2 separate regions of the Mus musculus genome follow, and region 2 is linked to region 1. A link is a contact called in public Micro-C data. All regions are on one chromosome and are shown on one strand. The core of a region is the stretch at or near the end of the contact, and the rest is flanking DNA. Distances in the headings are between cores, read along the strand shown. Region 1 overlaps Arhgap15 (Rho GTPase activating protein 15). Region 2 has its middle 48 kb from the start of Mir5129.

The links. A called contact is a pair of places that touch in the nucleus more often than the background predicts.
Region 2: a Micro-C map of muscle stem cells shows a contact between it and region 1, with 8 times the contacts expected there. The contact joins two enhancer-like sites. A contact is called at or near these places in 2 of 484 Hi-C or Micro-C datasets (adipose-derived mesenchymal stem cells and muscle stem cells) and 1 of 115 datasets of contacts at active chromatin or transcription factors (fibro-adipogenic progenitors).

What each region holds. Positions count from the first base shown.
Region 1 is chr2:44,147,182-44,153,389 of GRCm38.p6, reverse strand. The region is part of intron 10 of Arhgap15 (Rho GTPase activating protein 15); the gene reads right to left. Among named protein-coding and RNA genes, the nearest start is that of Arhgap15os, 85 kb to the right of the region's middle. Within about 2 kb of position 4,634, at least 29 of the 459 cell types and tissues checked have an H3K27ac peak or open chromatin away from gene starts, as enhancers often do. A contact at or near this core is called in muscle stem cells, where this site is marked.
Region 2 is chr2:44,971,866-44,978,741 of GRCm38.p6, reverse strand. No RefSeq gene overlaps it. Among named protein-coding and RNA genes, the nearest start is that of Mir5129, 48 kb to the left of the region's middle. Within about 2 kb of position 1,576, at least 87 of the 459 cell types and tissues checked have an H3K27ac peak or open chromatin away from gene starts, as enhancers often do. A contact at or near this core is called in muscle stem cells, where this site is marked.

The DNA of each region.
Region 1 (6,208 bases), core at 3,385-5,884:
GAAGCAAGGGACTGGTTTCATTAGAAGGAGAGGTAAACAGAGCATTAATTAAATTTGCTGATGATACTAAATTGGGAGGAACTGTGGACATCTGTGAGGACAAAGGAATCATACAAATGGACTTAAGGAGTTTAGAAATACGAGCAGGAAATAATAAAATGAGATTCGGTCTTAAATAATGCAGGCTAATACATTTGGGAAAAGATAATCAGAAACATGGCTATTCCGTAGATGGTGGAGGCCTGGAAAGTGGCAATGGTAAGAGAGACCTAGTGGGTGATAATAGAAAAAATTATGCACAAACTTACAGGGAAGTAGTCACTATGCCTGGGGCTTTATATATAAAAAGGCATAGTCCCCTTCATAGGACACTGGCATGCTCACAAGCATCAAGCATCAAATTTGCTTTAGTTGTTGAATTCCTCAAGTCTGTGGGAGAATTTAACACCTGTCACTGCAAGGATTGCTAAGTAAAATTGACAAAAGTTTGCTTTGTCAGAGACCTGTATTGGACATCAGAGTCTCTGTTTTATTTTTGTCCTTTTCTACTATGGACTATTGCTAATATAGGACTATCTACATAGTGACAATGTTGACATTGTAGAAAATATAAATCCTTTATCTTACTCTAGAAGTAGCTTCATTACTTCTGGGTATTATGACTGCACACAGTGTTCTGAGTCACTGTGTCTTGTAACAGTCAGTGAATCATTACTTCACAGGGTATAATTCTCAAAGGGTGGATGTTGAGGGAGAAATTTTGGATAATATCCAACTCTTCATCCAGTTACTCATCCATTATGAAATGAGCTTCTTTCTCATACTGAATATGAAATGCTAAGTACCATTAAAAAGTGGTAAACATGAAAGCTATGCTCAAGACTCATGTTCTAGATGGAAACATTCAATGAAAGCAGCTATAACAATCTCAGGCAATTAGGGGCATGTTAGGAAAAGCAATGCTGTTGTTAGCCTTGTGAATGAAAGTCGCCCTGAAGAGGTTATAGAATGAGTCAGAACATTTTCTTTGGAAAAGGTCACTCTTGTGTTGTTTATGAGAGAATCAATATGAACATCACAAGTGGACAGTTTGGGGTAGGTTTTCTACGGGGAGAAAACAGCACATGGCAGAAAAAGAGGTCTTTGGAGGTTTTGTTGGCATTCCTAGAACACAGGAAGCAGTTTATGAGAATTTGGTGATGGACAGCAGGCAGGGATCATGCACTTATCCTTTCAATGGGGACAATCACTGTGGAGTTTTGTTTATTCTGATGAGGAAGAAGAACCATTCAAGAATTCTAACAAGGGATAGCATAGTCCCATCTCTAGTTAAGAGGGATTATTTTGACAGCTTTGAGAAGACTGGCCTGAGAAGAAAAGAGAACACAGGCAATTGCCTCGTCAGGATATTTGCCTCAAGAGCTATTGCAGAGGCGCTATGAAAGGCCAGAGAGCATAGAGCAGAAACACAGTCAAGAGATAGTAAGAAAACAGATTATGTGTATCTGTTTGATACAAGAGAAAAATGTTAATGTCCAGTTTGCTTCTTTTTAGAGCAGCAGGGCAAATAAAGTGTGACGCTATTGACTGAGGGAAGCAGTAAAAGAGGCATATATGGCTGAAAATGATAACCCCAGGCTGAAAAACTGGAGTTTTTGGTGGCAGAGGAAGATTCCAGAAGAACTGTTTCTGGGCTGCTAGTCAGAGGAGAAAGCACAGTTTGAAGAGTGATCCACATATGGGAATCCTACCACCTGTCAATAATGACAAGAATAAGAGAGATCTCTAACTGAGATTGTACTAGAAGAACCAACTGCAGCCAAGTATCAGAGTTGAAATGTGAATCCAGAGGAAGTATACTGTTCTTATGCTAACACACTCTGTCTAAAACAAGGTATTTTAATATTAGATTATGTCATTTCATATGCAGGGCCAAATACTTACACACAAAATTAAAAGACCTCACACCACTGATCACAACACTGTTTGTTAGGTAGTGTATGGCTTTCCAGGTATCTCAAAAGTCCATTCTCTCCAAAATGCAGGAAACTTAAAACAGAATTAGAAACTAAATGTTTTTAGAATAACTTAACAGATTTTAATTATACATCAAAATTCCAACTTTAATGACATTTTTTTTTTCATCAGCAGAGTTTAGATTTCATCCTTGATGAAGTAAATTTGAAGAAAATTGAATCCAAATCTGTGTCAGAATTTAGGATTTTGACATCTCTTTTTAAAAATATTTATATTTATTTTTATTTTTATGCATATATGTATGTGCCTACATATATGAATGTATACTACCCTTGGAGTCAATAAAAGTGTTGAATCCCCAGGGGCTGGAGCTACAGGTGGATGTGAGCTGCCTGGTTTGGGTACTAGGAAGTAAATCTGGGTCCTTGGAGACAGCAGCAAATGTTCTTAAGTGCTGAGCCATCTCCATGACCCTTGATCATGGATTGGTAGTTTCAAATTGCCAGTCTCTTTTAACTCAAAAAGTTTCATTAATTAAAAATTTCCTGAGAGGTGTATGAAAACAAGCACTAACTAGGTTAAGTAATACAGAACAGCACTAACATTGTATTCCAACTTGAAATCAAAGAAACAGATACTGAGCTCATCTTTCTGTGTGGTTCTAGGAACTGAGCATATGTTTGACTGCCATTCGGCATGCCAGTTACAAATCATAGTTATTCAATTTCCTGATTAAAAGCAGTAGGCTACTGATGATGTAATGACGGTACATTATTCCACTAATGGAAATGGGTAAAGAATGGTTGTTGGGTTGATCACCTAAATAGAATAGCTCCAAATTGAAGAATACAAAATCTTCAAGGCAAGCTATTTTCAACTGCCTAATGTAACTGGGTCCTGATGGAAAGATGGTACCCCACTGAACCATTAACACGTTCTGCAAATTGTCTTTCTTAAATATTTTAAAAACATGATACAACTCACATTATCCCTTTATATATATCCTGTAGCTTCCTCCATCCAACGACTCTTGGCTGTACGTTGTTTTCCAATTTGAGCATCACAGGAATGTTGAATGCAGCTCACCCATACCATTTATTGGGAGCCTTTCATTGTCAGGCTCTGTGTGAGGGGTCAATGTACATATAAAAGAACACACTATGCACTGACCTCGGCATGTGCAAATTTTTCTACTTTGTGTTATGCTATGACCCTAATACCCAGTCACTCAAAATTTTGTTTATTTCTTTTGAAAAAAAAAAAAAAAGCATGTTTTCTGCATACACATCTATAGTCTTCAAGAACCTCAAGAGCTCTTCCAACATTATCATTTAAAGAGCTATTTTGGTTTTTGTAGTTTGTTTTTTCTTCTCAAAGTGCCTTGCCCTTGATTTTCTCCTTGCTTGATTGTTTTTCTTTTTCTGAACTGAAAATAGGAAGTGGTCTGAAGAGTATAAAATTAGGTGAAAAGATTAAACTAGAAAAGAGGAGATTATTTTTAACCCTAGAAAAAAAACTTACTAACTCTGTAGGCTGCTAAACTATAAAAATAACTTTCCAGAGAAGTTAAAGAAATCAAAGAATCATTAAGACATTAATCTTTGGAGGAGACAGGAAAATTATGACAAAGTACAGTGCTAAAAGAATTATACAGTACTAAAGTAAGGTACTTAATGCTCAGTGCTTCAGGCTGGTACAAAAGGGTTACCCAGGATAAGTATTGGGCTTGCTATATGTGTGTATATGTGTGTATATATGTGTGTATATTGATGTTTCTGTTGGATATAATTTATTTGCAAATAGAAAAGGGGAATTGGAAAGACCGTCTTATCCTACTAATTTAAAAGGGAATATTAGTCACATGGAAACTCAAAAATTATAAATTATAGTTTAATTCAATGCTTTCCAAACCAATTTAAGATTTCTTAATTTTAATATGTTAAGTCCAAGGGTTGCCTATCTAAGTAGAATTTATATATTCCTCTTCTAACAGAAACAAAAGGTTTTTGCCCATAGCATAGTGACAGTGTTGTGAGAGTTTTTGTATTTTTTAATGAGTCAGTTTTCATTATGTAACAAGAATTAAAAAAACAAAAAACAAAAAACAAAAAAACAAAACTATCAGGTCATGTCGTTTATTGATTCCCAGGACAACAAATATCTGAAAATCTTTGAATGCCTTGTAATAATTATTTTTTGTTTCTGATTATTGAAAACCTGAAAGTGTTCCAAACAAATATAATCTCTTTTTCAAATTTTGTAAACATTTGTTTCCAGGCTAAAACATCCTGTCAGCTCCCAACTCGACTGTGTTTAGTGGTTGAACTATTAACTTCTGAATATAAGACCTTTTAATAGAAACTCCCAGACCAAGAATTTACTTTATAAAATGACACCACTATAAGACATTTTAGAGTACTGCATCTTGATATGCTGACTCTATTTAAACCCTCTATCCGTAATAAAAGGCTAATTGTGCAGGGTCTTAATTTTGGCTTAAAACCAAGTGACTCCAGTGGAAAGTATTTTAAAATCCTAAATTCCAGAATGGGGATTAAGAGTTGTGGTAAATGTTAGAAATTAGACCCACGCTTTATCTGGGAAGAGACACTGTTCTTTTGCAGTCTGGACCCAAAGTGTGGGAATCTCTGCAGCCGATGGGGTGTGAGCAGAGGCATACTGCTGTGTTCCTTAGCTAGCTTCTCTGGTGACTGAACTGCACGTCCACTCTTATGCTAACTTCTGTTATGCTTAAGCTCTTTTTGATAACAAGACTGTTGTATGTTGCTAAGCGGAGATAAACTTAATTAAGTGCCACTAATAAGTAGAGCGAATTAATTAATAACAGCGTTGTATGCAGAATTTGTGAAGATTCAAGACATACAGTTTATTGCAAGATTGAACTATCTGTCATTTCAAAGCAAGGATAAATTTATCTGAGACAGAAAAGCAAGTTTTGGGTAACTTGCTAGATATGAAAAAACCCCTGTGCTTCTCCCTTTTGGAACTCACAGACCTACCCTGTTGTCCACAATTGCTTTTGTCTTTGCAAAATCTACCCAGACCCGCAACTCCCCACCTTGCCATCTCTGGTTTCTTTCCGTTGTCTTTCCTGGTTTCTCTTTTATACTCTTACTGGCTCTTTCCTGTTTACTCTGTTTGGGATTGTCTTCCCTCTTAGCCCTCAATGTGGCTTTCTTACAGACACGGAGGCCCCAGCATGACTACCCGAAAGAGCCAGCTCCAACTTGGATGTCGCACAACAGTGCTGTCAGGAAGGTGGCTGTCTCTGTGGTTGCATTAAAACAAAAACAAAACAAAACACCGAGAGGCAAAAAAAAAAAACAAAAAAAAAACTGGTCTTAATTTTAACTCAGAAAGAAAAGCTAAGTTAATTTGAAGCATACTCTCAAGAGCTTCATTGAGAATCCTGCGCAATGAAGTGCATTTGGACACTCAGCTATAGACATAAAAGTGAGAAAAATCCAAACCAAAACAAACAAACAACAAACACCAACATAGCTTATTCCCTTAGGGACATTATTTTTTTCAAGTCCACAAATATTCTCGAGAGAAAAAGAAAAACTGCTTATCTTGTTCTCTAGATTTGTTTAAAGCATGTAATTTTTATCAGTTTGTTTTTGTTTTTATTACTTTTTTTTTTTCACTCACTGCTTATAAAACTAGGAAGCAGAAGTCTCTCGGGAAGAGGATGGAATCATAAAAGTTTGCAAGACTCTCGTCAGAAACCAAGCAGTACAAATTGCACATTTTTCATAGATGGATCAGCCTTTAGTGCGTGCCTGGATCCAGCTATCATAGATTATTCCAAAGTAGAAAAGAATGAGGAGAATAAAGTTAGCGGGGCTGGGAGAAAACTTGTCTAGTTATGGCAATACAATCTGCACTTTAGGGGACTGGATTTCAAGCAACGGGAAATAGCAACGTAAAGTTTTATTTTTATACCAAAGCACTTAGTAGGATCTCAGTGGACTGAAGGGTTCACTGAGTGAAGTAACAGTATTAACAAGGACAAGTTTCATGTCTCCGCAGAATATTTAGGTCATCATTCCTGCTGCTTATCCAATAATTTCTTGCACATGCATACTCCACCTAATATGCATAGCAATATGTTTACAGCAAATACCCATCTATTTGTTTCTATTCCACACTGTGAAGCATTCTAAGTCATAGAAGTATCTTCCTCATGTTTTCTCATGGTACCCGGGTA
Region 2 (6,876 bases), core at 327-2,826, 830 kb before region 1:
CTAGTATTTGTTAAAGGCATCTAAGGAGGGACATTTGCGTTACTGCATTTCTTTCCGCTAGCTTACCTTTGCTACAGCTGGGGGTTGAGCTCTAAAAGATGGGTGCATTCGTCCAAGAGGGCGTTCAGAGGCTTGAAGGGAGAGCAGCAAGAAGCATTCATACATGAAAAGCAGTCAAAGTGGGAGAAATGACTGGAAAGGAAAAAGTGCTTGATCCTAATCTCAGTTAGATAGAAGTTCACCTTCCCTCAGAGTGTCTGCTGAAATACTGTGGATACGTGTGAGTACAACCTTACTAGGAAACAGGTCTTTGCAGATGTAGTCAAGATAAGCCGAGGCTACTGTAGTGCACTAATGCAATATGACACACTTACACAAGGAGGCTTTGACAAGACAGTGGCAGAAACTATAAAGATATGTCTCCAAAGCAAAGAGCACAATGATTGCCAGCTGTCCCCAGCAGCAAGGAGACAGAAACAAACACATTCTCCTTTAGGTTACTAGACGGAAACAATTCCGGGAATTTGTGTTTGTAGCCTCCAGAATTGCAAAAGATGATGTCTGAGTTGTTTTCAGCTACCCAGCTTTACAGCTCTTTGTTACTGAGTACTCAGAAGCCGCTGCACTCCCCAAACCAGCAATGGCAAGGCCTGACCATCCACTACAGGGAATGTCCAACGTAAGCATTCTCCAGGTGACTGCGCCTTTAATAAAACAAACAAGAGCAGGAATGTCCTTTCCAGTTTTGAAATACAAACCATAAGGATAAAGACAAACTGCCTGCTCATTTTTCCCCCAAAATATCTTTTTTTTCCCCCTACAAGGTAGACTTTTTAGTTAGGATAGTTAAGTTCTTGCTGAAAAGAGCACTGAGGTGCAGGAGTTTCTGACTGATCTCCTACAGAGAGCTTTCCTGTCTCTTGTCCCACATGGTGTCCCTTAGCACGAGGAGCACAGAGTGAGTCAGATAGTCCAGTTACAGGTCTGTGGCTTGTGTCAGTGGGAGAGGGGAATAAGAACAAGTAGCATGAATTGGGAAATCATGTCAGAGGGCAGACCAAGATAATGGAAGCCCCGGAAAACAAAGGAAACCATGGGGTATGGGAACCAAGACCTTGCTTCAGGTAGAAATATCAAAGGAGAACAATAGCATTTTAAAATCTTAATTAAAGACTTAAAAATCATGTGTGTGTGTGTGTGTGTGTGTGTGTGGTGGGGGTGGGGTGGGAGGAAGTGGGTGTCATCTAAAAATCCTTCTTTATTTTCTCCAACTAGAGTGTGGTCATAGAAATAAGGGAGCTATGTCCTCTCTTTAGATTCATCACTCTGGTATGATCTGAACCTTCTCCAAATCCATGTCTCCTTGAAATTGGCTAATAATTCCTGCAACATACTTAAGTCACTGAGACTTGGGGAGACTCTGGGGAGTTCTGTGGGTGAGGCATGCCGGGAGTGAGTCAACTGTGCGTGTTGTTAATATATTGCTCTTGCAGCCAGTGAGACCAGGTACTGCAAGGAGTTCTCAGGGGTCTGGGAGCTCTGTTCTGCCCCATTACTCCAGCCTGCCACTGCCAACCCACCCATGAGCAGACCACAAAAGGTGTAGGTGTGAAAGAGAGGGCTCAGTTCTCTGAACATGTCATCTCTTGGCTAGAAAAACAAACTCAATCCACGTCTCCTTCACAGAGAGGCGGGGTGCGGTCCTTCATGTTTTATTTCTAGAGGATAATATATCATCTTGAAAGCCAGGTTTAATGTGCTTTTTGGTCTAAACACTGTGGTATTTTTTATATGCCATTAGCGCATTATTACATGTTTCTAGCAATAACAGTCCCACCTAATGTATTTAATTTGTTTTGAAAATCATAGAGCATCTTTACACATAGAACAGACAGCTTTTAATCCCCTCGATGACTTCCTCTTTAAAAGTACTCTTAAATCTCTAACCACATTCCTCTTGGTTTCCCTCCTACACACTGACCAAGATTTGTTTTTTCACTCAACCCTTAAATGGTAGCATTTCCCAGAGCCCCCTGGGGATCTCTGCTCTCCTCATTCCCGTCCCCCTGCTTCAGTGTCTCTTTCAACACTCACTGCTTTAATTCCTGCTTGTGTAACAGAGGCTCAATATGTACCAACCAAGTCAGACTTCCTCTGAGGCACAGGCCTGCCTGCCTATAGGAACTCTGAGAGTCACAGCCCGAGGCTCTCAAAACAGCTTAGTACATTCAAACGGGAATTGCTGTATTCCACCCCTTCCCTCTATAAAACCTATGACATCCTTACTGATGCTCGTGGCTTAGCACTTGCTAAAGCATCCCGTGGGCCCCAAATTCTTTTCAGCTCTTGTTGGTTTTGTTTCTATCTGTTGCTTCTAAACTTCCTAAGCCTCTAAGTCCCTTCAGAATAAAATACGTTCTCTGTGTACCCACTCTTGTGAGCTAACATCACAAGGATATGGTTAATAAATTATAACATACATTTTGTGTGTGTGTGTGTGTGTGTGTGCACATATATGGACTATTATCAGACTTAAAGAAGAACAAAATTATGTCCTTTGTAGAGAAATATGTGGGACTAGCAGTCATCATGTTAAGTAAAATAAGCCAGACTTAGAAGGACAAATATTACACTTTCTTTCATATGTGGAATCTAGATTTTTTTTAAAAGACATGACTCCTCACCTGGGAAGGGACTTCTATTGCTACCAAGAGAAGGAAAGCCAGCTTTCTTCAATGTAATACCTGGTATACTGAACAAACTCTGGGGCAGGCATAGGAGGAATTGGCCAACACAATCTGGACTGACTCGCTGAGCCTTAAGGGATGAAGAGGGAGGCCAACACAAGAGAGTTACTGTCCCTGGAAGATAGAAGGCAAGAATTGGCTCAGGAACGTGATACACGTGCTCACTCATTCACCCTAAACCTTCTTAAACCTACGTATACTAATACAAAATAAATGAGTGCTCACTGAAATGACTAATAGAGATTGGATTATACCAAAGTCCAATGAAAAACCATCCCACAGATCCCTAGTCCACCCAAAATACAGAACATTTCCATTGGCTTGGCCCATAAAGGTTGCATAAGCTGATGCTTCCCTCCCTGCCCCAACCCTTCTCCTGCATCTGTCTGGACACCCTGTTTGTTTGTTTGTTTGTTTGTTTGTTTGTTTTTGTCTTCCAGAATGTAGTTTATGAGTCACCACAAAACATCCCTCTTGAACATCCTGGTTCTAGGAAGGCCTGCTTCTGGGCTTCTGTGGGGGAGGGAACTGGGAACTGCTGTAGTAGTGCCTTGACCCAGGGGCAGGCTTCACAGGAACCAGAGAACCATGTGCTCCTGGGAGGGAGGGAGGGAGGGAGGGAGGGAGGGAGGGAGGGAGGGAGGGAGGGAGGGAGGGGGAGACTGATAACAGGCTCACCCCAGAGCCAGCACAAAGGCCTGAAACCCAGGAGAAACCAGAAAAGCATAAACATCTTCCCTGCAGGCTGTCAGTGATGGCAGATTCCTCTAAATCTAAGTAGGACAATTAGGCTTAAAGAAAATAAATAAATAAATAAATAAATAAATAAATAAATAAATAAATAAATAAGACAGCATAGACAAGGGGTGACTTACAAATGAGGAGGGACCCAGAACAAACTAGAAACTCATCATTTAATACACCTGAAGATATTTGAAAACGATTTACAATGGTGGTATCAGGGCAGTCTGACCCACATGGCAAAGCTTCATTCCTCACACAACCACAAGCTATGCAATCTCTACTGATACCCAGATTAAGTTGTAAAGGTAGTGAGGCAAACTATCACAGCCGAAGCAAAGAAACTTAAAAAGAAACACATACAAGGAAACCCTTTCCAAATAGGAGATCTGAGCTCAGGCTTCAAGCAACATTAGCCATGACTGAGGTGAGGAAAATGAACCCCACGAAGGAGGAAGAACCGAAGAATCCTGGATGCTGTTTCTCCAAACTCTTTAGAGTTTTTGATTTCCTCACTTTCCTGACAAGGCTTTGCTTAAGTCACTAATTTACAGTAACCATCACGAGATAAGAGGTTTGTGTGGGACAGAGGTAAATTTGGGTCTAACATGACTAATATATCCTGCTGTGAAGGACAGTGGGAGGCCAGAGAGGGAATCACTTCTGTTGGTGGGTTTTTAATAAAGATGAAGGCCATGTGCGTATATCCCAGAGCTATTGAGCACACTGCCCTACCGTCGTTTCCCAGGAAATGAAACTCCTTCCTCCTGAACATCCCCAAATCGCTTTTCATAATGAGTCCCCCATACAGATGTTCTGGAAGTTTCAGTAAGGAGGCATAGGAGAACACATGCTGTGTTTGCTTCTGAAATGTTTGTTTGTTTGTTTGCTTGCTTCCTTTGTGGCGCTAAGAACCCAAGGCTTTACCTGTGCTAAGGATACACTTTCCCACTGACTGACACCCAGAGTTTTGTATATAAAATATTTATGTAGGTAAAGAAGCAGTAGGTATCCTGCTTCGGGCAGTGGACGATGATTTACATGGAGCTCAGATACAGAAATGGAAGGTCAGAGATAGACACAATAGCCCTTTTGCCAACAGGACTCCTCGGTATGAAATACGAGTAAACTGAATGTCTTAAGCCACAGGCACAGTTTCTTTTTCTCTTGTGATAGTACTTGGCAGACGTTATCAGCCTACTTTGTCCCGGAACATGAAGCCTACAGATCACACGGGCCTTGGGCTGGGTTGATTGTGAGCTTTTCTATCACTCAGGGTCAACACTGCAGGCAGAGCTTCCCACTGCACAGGGCTGAGGAGCTCTGCAGGCTTTCCCTGGAAGTCTTTTCTGGTTTCATTATAAATCTCTTGGTGAAGTTTGATGTTCTCAGAATTGTTTTTGTCCCCTCAAACTAATCACAGAAAACCCAGCACTGGTAAATATATGAGGGTTTACATATAAGTTTGCAAAGTGTTTTTGGACTCAGTCTCACAGATTCTGTGCTTCCTGACAGGCCGCAGGGTAGACCATTTTCTCTGCTTGACATAAGAAGCTCCATGCTCTGGGGTGAGACCTTGATTTTCTCATGAGAAGACCTGGGCTTGAGTTTCACCTTGTTCCTCCCACATCGCTGCCTTAATTCTCAGTGTACTTCTGCTTAAAGCACAACATGAAAACTATTTGACAGGATGGTTCTGAGAACCAAAGAAGAGTCTATGTGTCCAGACTTTGGCTCCATCTACGGAGGAAATTTACTTAGTCTTTTATCCTATTACCTTCCCCTCCTCTTCTTTTTAACTGTCCTTTCTTTCTGATCTCTGGGGCTTAAGGGATATTCCCTTTTGATAACTCCTGAGAGTTGTTGGTACTTGGAAATTTTCTAGCATGTCATTTGGGATGGGGAGTGGGGGTGAACCAGGGCAGTCTCAAGACTCATCCTCAAGGGAACCCTTGATTAACCTTGGATTGCTCAGAGAAAGAAATGCCTGGTGACTGTCTTCACAAAGAGACGCTCCAGAGCGCAAGAAGCAAAGGAGTTGTTCTCCCTGATTCTAGATAGTCTCCTTGTTTCTTAGGCTCTGGAACTTCCACTGTTCCAAATAGGTGATGGATTGATAAAGAATTAGTACAGGGATAAATTTGGCCAGAGTTTAATCTCACCATTTTAATCTTCAAGTTAACCTTTCTGCAAGTTTTAAGGAGGGGCTTTAAATCCCATGCCCACTTGTCTTATCCCATCAGTTGGTCCTTATGGGAAGCTCTTGTCTTTCAAAGGGACAAGAGCTGATGATGCCAACAGCAGGAAAGGGTTTTAGGTTGCGATTATGGCTTTCCACTAGCTAATTGTATTTGTCATCACAGTGTGTGTGTGTGCCATGTACCCTGTGACTGTAACTTAATTAGGCTTTCTATTGCTGCAACAAAACATCATGAGCAAAAATGCTTTGGAGAAGAACAGGTTTATTTTGGCTTACACTTCCAAGTAACAGGTCTTCATTAGGGCTATAAAGGCAGGAATTGGGGACAGGCACCTGGGGGCAGGAACTGAAGTAGAGGCCATAGGAGAACACTACTTATGGCTTGCTCTTCATGACTTGCTCAGTTTGCTTTCTAATACTCAGGACCGCCAATGGGTGGAGCTCTCCCACATGAATCATTAATTCGGAAAATGCCTCACAGGGTTGCCTATAGCCCAATTTTATAAAAGCATTTATTCCATAGTGATTTTTCTCTTCTCAAATATGTCTAGGCTTGTGTCGAGTTGATAAAGCTCAATCCACACAGGGTCTGAGGGATCCAGTTTAGGTCACCCGGCTTGGTGGTACAGCAGCAAGAACCCCTGCCCACTGAGCGTTTCCCTGGCCCACCTTTAATTTTAATTCTAATGAGTATAATTCTAATGAATCTATTTGATACTTCTTGCTTCTCAAATATTTTTATTCATAATATTCAACCACATCTTCCCCCCCTTTTTAATTATTATTATTTTGTTTCAATTCCAGAAGTCTCAAGTTCCTGTGCACTATGATAGTTCATGCAAACAAGAATTTCCATGAAAACCAGCTTGAAAAAATATACACAGAGGACAACGTATAACTATTCCTATTATAAAAATTAAAAGATGTGATTAACGAGTAGATAGAATAGATATAGTCAGATAAATAGATAATACTAGATATATTATATAATAATAGATATGCAACTTTGGTATTAATTAAAATGAAATATACCCCTGTTAATTCAGACCAATTGCTTAGTTACTTCCTACTCCTCCAACAAAGTGGCATGCCTTGACTCATCTGAATCTCAGGAGACAGGGTACATTTCCAGACAAACTTCTTAAAAGACCATTTGTAAATACATATTTACTGATAGCTAGTAAATAG